Linked DNA regions of Drosophila melanogaster: regions 2 and 3 are each linked to region 1. The links are chromatin contacts, called in public Hi-C maps. All regions are on one chromosome and are shown on one strand. The core of a region is the stretch at or near the end of the contact, and the rest is flanking DNA. Distances in the headings are between cores, read along the strand shown.

Region 1 (3,965 bases), core at 1,036-3,535:
GATCCACCTCCACCTGCTGCTCCACCACCGCCTGTTACCGATCCTCCCGTTCCTGGCTGGGTGACTGCAGCCAATTGAAGTGCAGACATTGTGCTGGTTGGATCCTTACGAATGATTGCACCTCCTAGGTGATGATGCAGGTGGTGGTGGTGATGGTGATGACGATGCTGGGTGCGGAAAGTTGGCTGGTGTGGCTGTTCAATGCCCAGATCAGATTTGGTGTAGCTATCGTCCTCCAGGTACCCATCCGGAAAGGGATCTAAATGGGCAACATAGTACATATTAAAACTAATTTATTGAGATTTCTAAACTACGACAATGAAGAGTTCTGATATTGTATCAGCTTACCTAATATCCAGGACTGTAGTGCCCGGCTACAAGCATCCGCCACTCCGCCGCTGCCCGCATTCCTAACCAGGCCCAGTTCCATGTCTTCCACATCATTTGCGGCAACATTGCCTCCTCCACCGAGCACTGCCAGTGCGCCGATGCTGCTGGCTGCACTGTGGTGCGGAAGTTGAAGAATGGGCTGGAAGAGTCCACCACGGCTCTGGTGCTTCAGCCGCTCGTCATGCGTCTCCGAACTTCTGTGGCGCTGCAGACGTGAGGAACGTCCAGGATTAACCAATGAGTTCGAGGCGGGGGCAATGACAACGACGGCGGTAGATGAAGTGGGAGCATCTCCTCCGCCTATTCCTGTTGATGGGGCGCTGGTTATAAAGTGCTGACGCGGATTGGTCTGACCGCGCGCCTTGTTCGTTGGCTGAGAGTGCAGGAACGAGGGTGCCGCTGTGGCTATCGTATCCGACTGATTGCGCATCAACTTGTTTTCCGCGTTGGAGTTTGCAGCTGCCGCCGCTGTGTCCAAGCTGCTCTGCCGTTCGAGACGTCGTCGATGGCGGCGGCTAAACACCTCAGAACACTTGCGCGACAGATGTCCAGTGCGTACGTGCTGGGCTGGTGCTGTTCCCGCTCCTGTATGTCCCAGTGTACTCACTGCTGCGCCTGATCTACTGTCGCCACCACTACTTCCTCCATCTGCGCTACCCGCACTGCTTCCAGCCGCCTCGACAACCTCCGGATAGACAGTGAGGTACTTGTTGAACATGTCTGCTTGAGCGGCGGCGCTGGTGGACGAGTTTCCGCCCGGTCCTGTACTCCGAATGGACTTGCTAACGCTGGCGGAACCAGCCAGCGATTGTTGATCCTGTTGGCTACCGCCGGATAGCATGGATGGGGCGTAGAACATCAGTTCAATGGACTCCGAGCTGTTCTTGCGATGCACATCGACCTTGAGATCTGCGAAGAGGAGTTCTTAGGCTATAGCACGTGTGCACAAGAAGCACCACTCACCAATAATGCTGTTCACGTTGTCGATGGACATGATGCTGTTCTCCTCGCTTGCTTCATTAATGGCCTGCTCGCCGGAAATGCGTGAGCCGCCCGGTCGGATGACCTTCATCTCGATGCCGCCCTCGTCGTCGTGGCGCGGTTCCGTTTCCTTGGTGACCTTCACGAACTGCCCCTTTAGGTTCCCCTCGGACATGGTCTGTGCGCGATCGTAGAGCCTGTGCAGCGCCAGATTGGCCAGCTTTACCATCAGTATGGTTAAGCTCGTTATCACGCAATACAGGCACCATGTCAACCAAGTGCTCGGAAAGTACTGCAAGAAGATCTATGAACGGACTACTTAGGACTACACTCGGTCACTACTTACCAGGTAGGCCACGAAGGGCGAGCAGAGCAGGTAGAGCCACAGGTAAAGGTGCACCACGTTGCAGAAGACACCCTGATGCGGATCGTAAAAGTAACCGCCGGTCAGCGAGGCCCACACGCCCTGGCGCAGAATCTCCAAGGTCTGTGAACCCATGGTGGCCTATACTGCATCGCTTAGCCGCCGAATGGATGAGGATCCACGCTTTTGCTGCTCCAGCTTCCGGATTACTCACAGTAGGAGTTGCTGCTTCTGCTGCCGCTGCACTTCGTCACTCTTCCGTTTGTTTATTTGCTGAGTAAGCCTGCCAAGCTGCAGGCGGGGGGCGTGGTCTGCGGGCGAGGCCTTGGGAGGCGGTGGTAGCGTGGGTGGTGAACGGGGGCGGAGGGGAAGGCAAAGGCAGAGTCGCTGGTTTTTTTGAGGGAAAGCTGTGGGACAGGAGACAATGCTGCGGCTCCTCTGGAAACACTCCAACTCCGGACTGGCGTTACGCCGTTGTTTGTTTTCCGGGATCTCAATGATGCTGCAATGGGATAAAACGAATATCGCTCGCAATCCTGCTGTAATTTTAATTTTTTTCTTTTGTTTAGAGCCTGTCCTGTCATCGATTATTGGCCCGAACCTATCGGGCCCTATCGCACTTCGATATTACTAGGAAAAATGGTAACACTGCAGTCTGGTATTTAAATTTAAAATTTTCTTTCTTTTACACACTTTTTTACATTACCATTAATTAAATTTGTTAACTTAATAATTTCTTATGAAATTACCTTCAATTTTCGTAAACTTTTTATACGTTTTAACAGCGATTAATTGAGTGTAATATAAAACATATTTATTAATAGTAAATTATATATCCATGAATGTACAATTTTATTCAAAAGAAATAAATGTTTTAAGGGCTAAAACTACCAAACCCCGTTACTAACATTACGTAGAGCCTAACTTAGTAAATAATGGCAAGGCTAAAAAACTAATATGAATAACCTTGTCTTTGGTTGCCCTTAACACTTCTCTAAAACTAAGTCCTTCCTCCGATTTAACTTTATTTCCGTTCACATTTCCATTAGGCTAGAAAAAAAAAAAAAACAAAAAGAGTGCGTACGTATCTAGGGAATCACAAGAATCCGGGATGATCCGATCGATCGGTCCACGTCTGCCGCATCCGGTCAGTCTGCGCCCCCACATGGGCGCTGCATAGTCAGCGCTCCTCACTGCTGCTCCCGTCACCGCCAATGAAGTCGTCTCGCAGTCCGCCCCTGTGCTCATAGTTGTGGTGGTGGTGGATGTGCTCCTCCTCCTCTTCGAGTTCCGGCAGCGCTGGAGGCGCCACCGGAGGCGGAAGTGGGTGGTGGTGCTCGTGGTGGTCATGATGGTCGTGGTGGTCGTGGTGATCATGGTGATCGTGCTTCTCGTGGTGGTGAATGTGTTCCTTGGTCTGGTGAATCTGGATGGGTCGGTGGTCCTCGTGGATCACCTTCTTCTCCTCCTTTAGGACGAGTGGCTTGTGGTGGTGGTGCACGTGTTTCACCACGGTGTGTATGTGCGTTTCGATTTTCTTGTGAATGGGCACGTGGATCACGATTTTCTTTTTTTTCTGGTGGCCCCTGAAAAGGATAGCAAATACATTTTTAACCTAATAAATTATTTGATTCCATACACTTTTCGTTTGGAAGATTATTAATATAGCTTAAGTTAAATATTTTAGCTAAGTTCGTTTGAAATTATTTAGCGAGAGTGATTGGCTTTCTATGATTTGAAGTTGTAAAATGTTCGTTAATCTGAATGACGCTTTAAGTTAAGGGGCCTGTGCCGCGATGTATCCTCTATCTGGCCCAGTAGTCCCCATGATAATCCATACCCCGCATCCGTTTCCGGCACGCAGACGAGAAGCAACACCAGCGCCACCACAATTGAGAGCCTCAGGAGCTGCGAATAGAGGGAGCACGGATATCGGGTGTAATCCTTGTGTAGTTGCAATACCCGGTCGCCACTCACCAAACTGCGGTTATCCATATCGCTTGGCTTGAGACCCAGGTGCTGAGGTGTTGAAGGCTCCGACGAAGCGGCTGCTTTGATTGCTGCCCCACTGCGACCATTTTATTTATACAGGCGCAGGCACACGGAATGCGGTGGAATACGAATACCCCGACGCCAGTTGGCGGCTTCTGCGCTTCCGTGACGCAGTCCACCACCAACGATATGGGCAGAGCCATGGGCCTCGCTCTGCTTTGGTGGAGCCACACTTGGT
Region 2 (3,992 bases), core at 908-3,407, 4.1 Mb before region 1:
TTGGCCGACACATCCACACCAGGTGAGTCCACAAAGACGACATCGTCGCGCAGCAGGCTGCAGCGTTCCCTCGGCCAAAAGATGCGCACCAAACTGCTCTCGCAGAGCTTCTCCTGGCACAAGGCATTCGCCAGTTGTTTGATGTTCTGCAAACAAGGGTCACTAGGTCATTAGGCGAAACACATTTCCCAGAGGAGAGCTGAGTAGCCCACTTACCACCACATTTAGCTTCTCCTCGGAGCCCTCTGTCATAAGATACGCCTCGCCGCCATTGCTGCCCTCCACTTGGCAGAAGCAATTCGTGGTGTGCCCAATGCCGCTGGGCAGGATCTTCTCGCGCAACATGGCATTAATCACCGAGCTCTTGCCGTTGGAGGTGCGTCCAAAGAAGGCCACCTTCATGTGATCCCGCTGCAGTACTTCGCGAATGGCCGCCACCTTGTACACATAGCTTTCGAACAGCTCCCGTTCCGCCTTGTCCACGATCTCCGCTTCCGCGTGCAGGGCTGAAAGAGCAACGAACATTGGTTTAACTGGGTATTTCGCCAAAGGCAATAGATGTTAGATAAGAATCAAAATTTCACCATTTCCCTTGTAAAACGATGAACTGAATCATAATCGTTCTTATCGAATACCATGCAACATAGAGGTTCAAGGATTGGCTTCTGTTGGGTATTTTAAAAATATAATACATAACTCACCGTTGATAAAGGTGGTCGTCTCATGGACATACTCCTCGATCTCGCCGTAGATATCGTTGATCTTCTTTTTGGCGCGCACAAAGATCTGGAGCGGTGATTTGTCGTTGGATTGATAGAGCCGCGATTCCGGTAGCAGATTGGCGGCCATTGTGGAGCCGGATTGTTGCAGCGATGAGTTGAACCGGGATAGCGGGGAACCGGGTCCGGATTTGTCCACCGTGTCCGTGGAGGAGGCGTGACGGTCGTCGTCGGCGGGGCCCGTTTGCCCGGTCACCATCGAGATGGTGCGGTTCAAGTAGGCCGCCATTTCGGGATCCGGTTTATGGTTGATTCGGTTTAGCAGATGGTTTTTTGGTAGAAGAAGAGAATTGCGATACAAAACAAAAGGTATGCAGCCCAGGGGATTTGGTTGTTCAGACTTCCAACTTCTGCAACTTCGCCGCCAACCCGAAACTCAAAACTTAACTATCTCTGTTTATTGTGTGTTATATTGCTTTTGGGGGTATTTGCTCAAAAATCAACGTCATAAAACTGAAACGAAATTAAATGAAAAATTATGACACGAAAGAAAAAACAAAACGATTGAATACAGTGCGCACCAGATAAGCTCAACTTGAGTGGTTTAAGTGTTAAACAAAATGTGCGCTACAAAATCAAGCATGTGTTTGCTAAGTATATCTTAGAGAGAACATAAACTATTGATTTGTTGTTCGCTATGTCGAGAGTGCACTGTATTTGGCGAAAAGGAAAATACCGCAACGCAAATTGCACGCACACACACACACGTGGTCCAATTGCGCTGCAAACAAATATAGGCGAAAAAAGTATAATAATCTAATGTTTTTGGTTTTTCTTTTTTCTGACAATTTACATCTGTGTGCGTAAATCGAGTTGATAAAGTTTAATCTGCCCTCTCGCTCTATCAACTAACCTGATTAATGCCACTCTCGCTCATATTTGTATTTGTTTTATTTTATATTTGTATTTATTTTCCTCTCCGGTTGTTCGATTCTTTTAATTGCTGCCCCTCAGCTGATGCGTTTTCAAATGGCAAATTGTGGAAAGCGTGGTTCGAACTTCCAATAACCGTACATTGCCGACTAGAATCCAGTTGCAGAGAAGCAATTTCACGAAATTTAGTTAATATTATTAATTTTTTTTAAATGCACATGATGTAACGTTAAGGTGACCAACTCATGTTGTTCGCTGACATCCGGCGTTAGTGCATTTTTATGCCTTCCCATGTCTAGTATATTTTTATGCCAGTCGAAAGCTTAATATGGTATTTTTTCAATTCGCTGCCATATTTAATTGAAATTAATTTTTTTCAATTACTACCACCTAGCTTATTTTTATTTTTATTGTCTAATTTAAATTTTGTCTAATTTAAAAATAGAATTTACCCTGACAATGATTTTCACTGATTGGAAATGGTCACACTAGCCAGTTTCCAGTTAGCCAGAATGTAACGGCGCCTTTCCCGCTCCAATTGGAATCCGCGTGTAATTTTGTGTCTCGTGTTAATTGTATTATTTCCCCCGCTTTTCGGATTTCCGCATAAAAAGCGATGAGTCTACAGGACGAGAGTTTTCCGACGGACGAGCTGTTTGACCAGCTGAACAATTTGAGTAGCAGTGGCGCCAGGAATACCTGGTTCGCGGAGCACCATAAGCCCGCAGTCTTCGAGCGGGATACAGCGCCATTTTTGGAGATCTGCTACGCGGATCCAGACTTTGATGCGGATGGGGATGTGGCCAACAAGAGCGCCAAGACATGCGTAAGCGATCCCGTGGGTCGTGATCAGGAGGATGAGGACGACTATGATGAGGATGTCGATGGTAAGAAGTGTTCGCTCTCTCTCTACACTTGCTTAACTACAATGGGAGAAATATTCCCATCAAACATATCTCATATATGTATAATTTTGGTACTTCCATGTCTCGATGTATAATGGGTACTTCATTCAATGGGCACAGTCAATTAGCTAGTGCTAACATGTATCCTTTCTTATTCAACCAGGCGATGATCATAAACTGGGTTGCGAGAAGGCTCCATTGGGCAGCGGGCGCTCCAGCAAGGCGGTCTCTTACCAGGACATCCATTCGGCCTACACGAAGCGCCGCTTCCAGCACGTGACCAGCAAGGTGGGCCAGTACATAGCGGAGATCCAGGCGCAGGACCAAAAGAGACGCAATGTGAAGTTCGCCGGATTCCAGCGAGTGAACTCTATGCCGGAGAGTCTAACGCCCACATTGCAGCAGGTGTATGTCCATGATGGTGACTTCAAGGTGGACAAAAACTGCCAGACTCACTCCAACTCCGATTCGAATTACAATTCCAATTCAAACAACTCTAGCAGCAGCTTTGATCGATTGCTGGCCGAGAACGAGAGCCTGCAGCAAAAGATCAACTCATTGAGAGTAGAAGCGAAGCGTCTGCAGGGCTTCAACGAGTATGTCCAGGAACGACTGGACAGAAAGACAGATGATTTTGTGAAGATGAAGTGCAATTTCGAGACCCTGCGCACCGAGCTAAGCGAATGCCAGCAGAAGCTTAGGCGCCAGCAGGACAACTCACAGCACCACTTCATGTACCACATTCGATCGGCGACCAGTGCCAAGGCCACTCAAACGGATTTCCTGGTGGACACCATACCCGCCTCCGGAAACGTCCTGGTCACACCCCATCCCCTGGGCGACCTGACCTACAACAGCAGCAAAGGATCCATCGAGTTGGCACTGCTCAGTGTGGCGCCTTCTGCCCGAGTGGCCCAGAATCCCGTCCAGGTCCAACGCGCGATTCATCCACAATCTTTGGACTTTAGCAGCGTTAGCACCGAAGCTGATGGCAGCGGTAGTGGTAAGCAATCGCAATGCTATTTTATTAGATCTGTAGATTATTTCGAATAAGATTGACTAACATGGATTTTTGTTGGTTTCTATTCAAGGCGAACATCGTGTGGAAACCTCATCCAGGGCCTTGGTCAGAAGAACCCCGGCGCCCAACAACTCGGAAACCAGCCAGCCGAGCAGCAACGACTCGGCCATCGAGGTGGAGGCGCACGAGGAGGAGCGACCCAGCTCCAGGCGGCAGTGGGAACAACAGGGGGAGCTCATCTCGCCCAGGCAATGGGGCCAGCATGAGGGCATGTACTACTTTGACAAGCGCAACAACCGAGTCATCGAGGTGATGGGCTTCAATATCAGTCAGGGGCGCAATCAGAGCCATGACACCATTCATAATCAGAGCATCAACGATAGTCAGACGCGTCTGCTGGTCCACTCGATGTCG
Region 3 (4,257 bases), core at 1,741-4,240, 4.5 Mb before region 1:
CAAGAGCGGACGCATTCCGCAGGAGCAGAAAAGTAAGTAGAGCGGGCTGCTGCGGCAGCGGCGAAGATTGTCAGAGTGCGGCAACCAAGCCTCATCCCAAGCCAGATTTTAGCATATTCCTGCCCTGCACCGGCAACAGCTCCGGCACCGCGTCCTTCAACGTCGGCCTCAAGATCCAGACGCGCCACAACAAGCCGCTCTCGGGCACACCCATTCGCCTCAACTTCAAAAAGGAATGCGCCCACAGAGGTGTGTATGATATAGACGCTTCCAACCCTACTTCACTAACAACTTTGCAAGGTAGTGTATATGAAATATCAAGCAATGCTTTTATCTAGTCGATAGTAATTGTAAATTAGCATTATACATACATGTTGTGCACACTCCGCCCATCAGCCATCCATGCGCCATCCCAGCATGCCATCCCCGCCCACACGATTCCATTCCATTCGATTCGATTCAATCCGATTCCATTACCCCACGTAGTCGCTTTTCACGAGTCCCCTGCACCCAGCTCTTCACTCTTTCCACAGCACTAAATTACTCGGGCTATCAAAGAGAATCTGGCGAAAGTAACTACCTAATGACATTATCACATATTCAAGTCACAAGGAACTATATAGCCTTTATGAGATATGTTATATGAAATTGTAAATTTAATTGCATTCATTCTTGAATTCGAAAATTCTTCAAATTTGTTCCAAATTTTTCGATAGTAAATTATTGATTGATAGCCCGCAAAAAATATATAATTCGATACGATCTACCCTTTGCTCCCACGCCAACCGCTTTTGTATCTATCTATCTATGATCTATGTATCCACTGTCTACTCGAACCTGCCCCTCTTTGTGCTTCCGATGTGCTCCGTTAAGTGTGAGTCCAAATGAGTGTTAAAATGAGTGTTTATGCCTCGTGACATGCGAACGATTGAACTAAACTAAAAAAACTTAAGCTCCCGATCCAGAATGCAGCTTGAAGTGCGGCAAGAACGGGTACTGCAACGAGCACCACATCTGCAAGTGCAACGTGGGCTACACGGGCCAATACTGCGAGACGGCCTTCTGTTTTCCGCAGTGTCTCAATGGCGGTAACTGCACGGCGCCGTCCGTCTGCACCTGTCCGGAGGGCTACCAGGGCACGCAGTGCGAAGGTGGTAAGTAGACGCGACTATTATGGACATTTAGCTCTATCTTTAATGCTTAACACGGTTAGCTTAGCGGAACAGATAATTTGATTTTGATATATACAGGGGGCCCAACTGTTTCAGCCTAGATCTTCTTCGAGATGGCAATAGCCGTCTTGCAGCCAAACTTGATTACCTCGGTCATGGCCTGGTAAAAGGGCGCTTGCTCGGCACCGTGATCAATGCCCGTGTCGTGGTGCTCCTGCTCCTCGTCCCGGAACTTGGTGATGGTGGCCAACAGCTCCTGCAAAATCATATAACGTTGTTACTTCGTCCGTTGCTTGGGGCAGTTGCAAATGGTACTTACCTTATCCGGGTTCGGTGCCTCCATTATCTGACGCAGCTGGTCATTGTAGTGTTCTACGATCACCGTCTCCACTGCCACCGTGCAGGCCATGGCTGCCTTTTCGCCCATGAGGGCGGTTCCGGCGCCCAGCACAAATCCGGCCACGTTCCAAATTGGCGTCATGATCGTTGGACGCACGCGGTGCTGTTGAATGAGCTGCTCGAACTGTTTACGATGCTCTTTCTCCTGCTCCCACATGTGTCCGATGGTCTTGCCCAGCGGTCCGTTGCCCAGAATGGCCATTTGCCCGGCGTAAATGCGATCTGCTCCCAATTCGCCGGCATGATCGACGCGTATAATCTCATCTGTGAGCGCATTTGGACGTGGACGCAGCGGGGTGGTTTCAGAGCTGCCTCCTTCGGTCGTGCCTGCTGATCCTCCTCCAGTTGCTGAGCTTAGATAGCGCTTGGAGAGCAGGCGTGGCTCGGGCCGGCTAAGACCTCTTCTCAGCATTCCATCTGCGTAGAAAAGGAGGGTGATACGATACGCGATGATTAAGTACACTTGGGGCAAGATAACTGGGCATTATATAAGAATGAAATGTGCCTGGCGCGCAACTAATAGTATCCCATTGTAATCAACAGGTATTTGCAAGGACAAGTGCTTGAATGGCGGCAAGTGTATACAGAAGGACAAGTGCCAGTGCTCCAAGGGTTACTACGGCCTGCGTTGCGAGTACTGTGAGTAGCAAACGGCTCAACTCTTATCGAGGCGAAACACTGAACCTTTGCCCACCCATTTCCCTCACAGCCAAGTGTGTGATCCCCTGCAAGAACGAGGGACGGTGCATCGGGAACAACCTGTGCCGCTGCCCCAACGGACTACGAGGCGATCACTGCGAGATCGGGCGCAAGCAGCGCTCCATCTGCAAGTGTCGCAATGGCACCTGCGTCTCCCACAAGCACTGCAAGTGCCATCCGGGATTCTATGGACGCCACTGCAACGGTCGTAAGTGCAGCGTTGATCCTGGAATGTCCGGTGATCAGGATGGGCTTATAAAAATTTGCTAATCTCATCGTTTTCAGGCAAGCGACGACATGTCCACCGAAACGATGACTCCAAGTTCTAGGGCTACCGGCGCACACGATCCAAAATATTCAATCAACTTTTCACTTTTCTACTAAACCAGCACGACAAGAACAACAGCAACAGCGACAAAAGGAAGAAACGAAAATAATTCTAATTGTGATACATTTTTTTTGTAATTTAACATAACATTTTTAAATAAAAACAAAATCTAAGAGTTAATGCGTCGTGATCTAGCGAAGATTTCGAGGGTCAGTTGTGAGCCACTGAGTGCAGTCTACTTACTCATTGCTAATTTGCAGCTTTCCACGAGATGTATTGTGTTGAATAAATAAATTATTAGGTAAAGTGCAATTCGCCGAATTGCCGAGCACAAAAACAATTTGCGTTCTGTTTATTTTTGCGCAATCCAATCCAGGGATGGGCCATCCTCACGTGCCTGCCACCGGTATCGCACCACGTTCGTGAGTCACGCCATTGACCATTGACTCAAACTGTTCATATATTTATTTTATATTTTCATATTATTTTAATGATAGCAGCAACACCATAGAACATCTCAACTTTATGGTTTTGATTAGATCAAAAACACTACGAATTTATTTACACATTTGCAGCCCTGACCGATCATCCGACGATAGCCGATAGTAACGCAATCAGCTGTGCCGCAACTCACAAATTACATACATATATGTATATACATATGTGATTGATCTGAGATGCAACATAAAGCATTAAATGCGGATTCTATGTGTATCTCAATGAAAATTACCACAATCGTCCCGGGTAACTACCCGCTAGGAGATTGTGGCGCGGTGGATTCAAATGCGTGATGCTAGCGCCACACCATGAGATTCGCTCTACAAGTGTCGCAGTAACTGATTGATAAACAGGAAGCCGGTATGTACAACACTGCTGGTCTTGGGATAGACGCACTGTCGTTTTTATTAAACAAAATCGATTCTTACTTATCATGCGTGTTCTAATTGTCCAAAATGCTTTTCGTATCAAAGTTCTAAACGATTCCAGCAGTCAAATTTCAATTTCGATTTTTCCGAACCCAGCTTCCTTGAGCTTTCAGACGGCGTTGGCATCAGAGTTAGTTCATGTCCATCTTTATTCCTTGCCATGTTATACCAGAATACATGAATTGATTCAGTTAAAACAATAGTTTAATTATTTGAAGCCGTTGTCAGTTAGAGTCCTATCTTATCATTATTGATCTTACAAATGTAGTAAACATGATCTCATAATTATGTTTAAAAAAAAAATGCTTAAATAGTTTGAAACTAGTACGAAATATGCATAAATGGGGTCCAGAAGAAATAAAAAAAAAAAAAAATTATAATAATGTTGTGGTGTTAGTGTTGATCCAAGTTGCTGGTTGCTGGGCGGACAACGAGACTGTTGCGGCGCTTGAACAGGTTGAACACAGAACCTGCCGCAGGAGAAGGAGCCGTCCCCGACGATGTTGAAGAGGCCGGTGGCTGTGGCTGTACCTCATTCTCCTCGCGGAATGAGCGGAGCAATTCGCCAGGATTAAGCGTTTTTCGTCGCTTTGTGATCCGCAACAACGACACAGGTTTCTCCACATCAGCCCCCTCGGGGCTCTGCATCTGAACGCCGGTCGACTTGAGTCTGATATGCAGACGCGGAATGGGTGGCCGCTGGGCCTTGGCCATTAGCTCAGCGTCTAGCTCA

The links. Hi-C and Micro-C count contacts between places; a contact is called where the count stands out from the background.
Region 2: a contact with region 1 is called in a Hi-C map of the Kc167 cell line, with 2.7 times the contacts expected there. The contact joins the promoter of swa here to the promoter of pcx in region 1. A contact is called at or near these places in 3 of 107 Hi-C or Micro-C datasets (the Kc167 cell line, embryo and wing imaginal disc).
Region 3: a contact with region 1 is called in a Hi-C map of the Kc167 cell line, with 3 times the contacts expected there. The contact joins the promoter of Coq7 here to the promoter of pcx in region 1. A contact is called at or near these places in 9 of 107 Hi-C or Micro-C datasets (the D17-c3 cell line, the Kc167 cell line, the S2 cell line and 4 more).

Annotation. Positions count from the first base shown.
Region 1 is chrX:2,223,616-2,227,580 of dm6, reverse strand. It overlaps pcx (pecanex), which reads right to left and starts at 2,285. Exons shown (of 10, transcript NM_001272254.2): 1 at 1,718-2,285; 2 at 1,354-1,675; 3 at 349-1,299; 4 at 1-259. The coding sequence starts at 1,870. CG14052 reads right to left here and starts at 3,827. Exons shown (of 3, transcript NM_001272252.1): 1 at 3,713-3,827; 2 at 3,576-3,643; 3 at 2,612-3,321. The coding sequence starts at 3,730. The coding sequence ends at 2,916.
Region 2 is chrX:6,363,873-6,367,864 of dm6, reverse strand. It overlaps swa (swallow), which reads left to right and starts at 2,157. Exons shown (of 3, transcript NM_078505.4): 1 at 2,157-2,539; 2 at 2,721-3,560; 3 at 3,649-3,992. The coding sequence starts at 2,269. Marf (Mitochondrial assembly regulatory factor) reads right to left here and starts at 1,916. Exons shown (of 8, transcript NM_206635.3): 1 at 1,794-1,916; 2 at 702-1,232; 3 at 217-506; 4 at 1-146. The coding sequence starts at 1,008.
Region 3 is chrX:6,769,958-6,774,214 of dm6, reverse strand. It overlaps Coq7 (Coenzyme Q7), which reads right to left and starts at 2,990. Exons shown (of 3, transcript NM_143710.3): 1 at 2,842-2,990; 2 at 1,492-1,988; 3 at 1,176-1,428. The coding sequence starts at 2,845. The coding sequence ends at 1,270. It overlaps sov (small ovary), which reads right to left. Exons shown (of 7, transcript NM_132120.2): 7 at 3,503-4,257. The coding sequence ends at 3,918. It overlaps shf (shifted), which reads left to right. Exons shown (of 8, transcript NM_132121.3): 3 at 1-32; 4 at 106-300; 5 at 966-1,154; 6 at 2,115-2,210; 7 at 2,281-2,478; 8 at 2,556-2,752. The coding sequence ends at 2,599.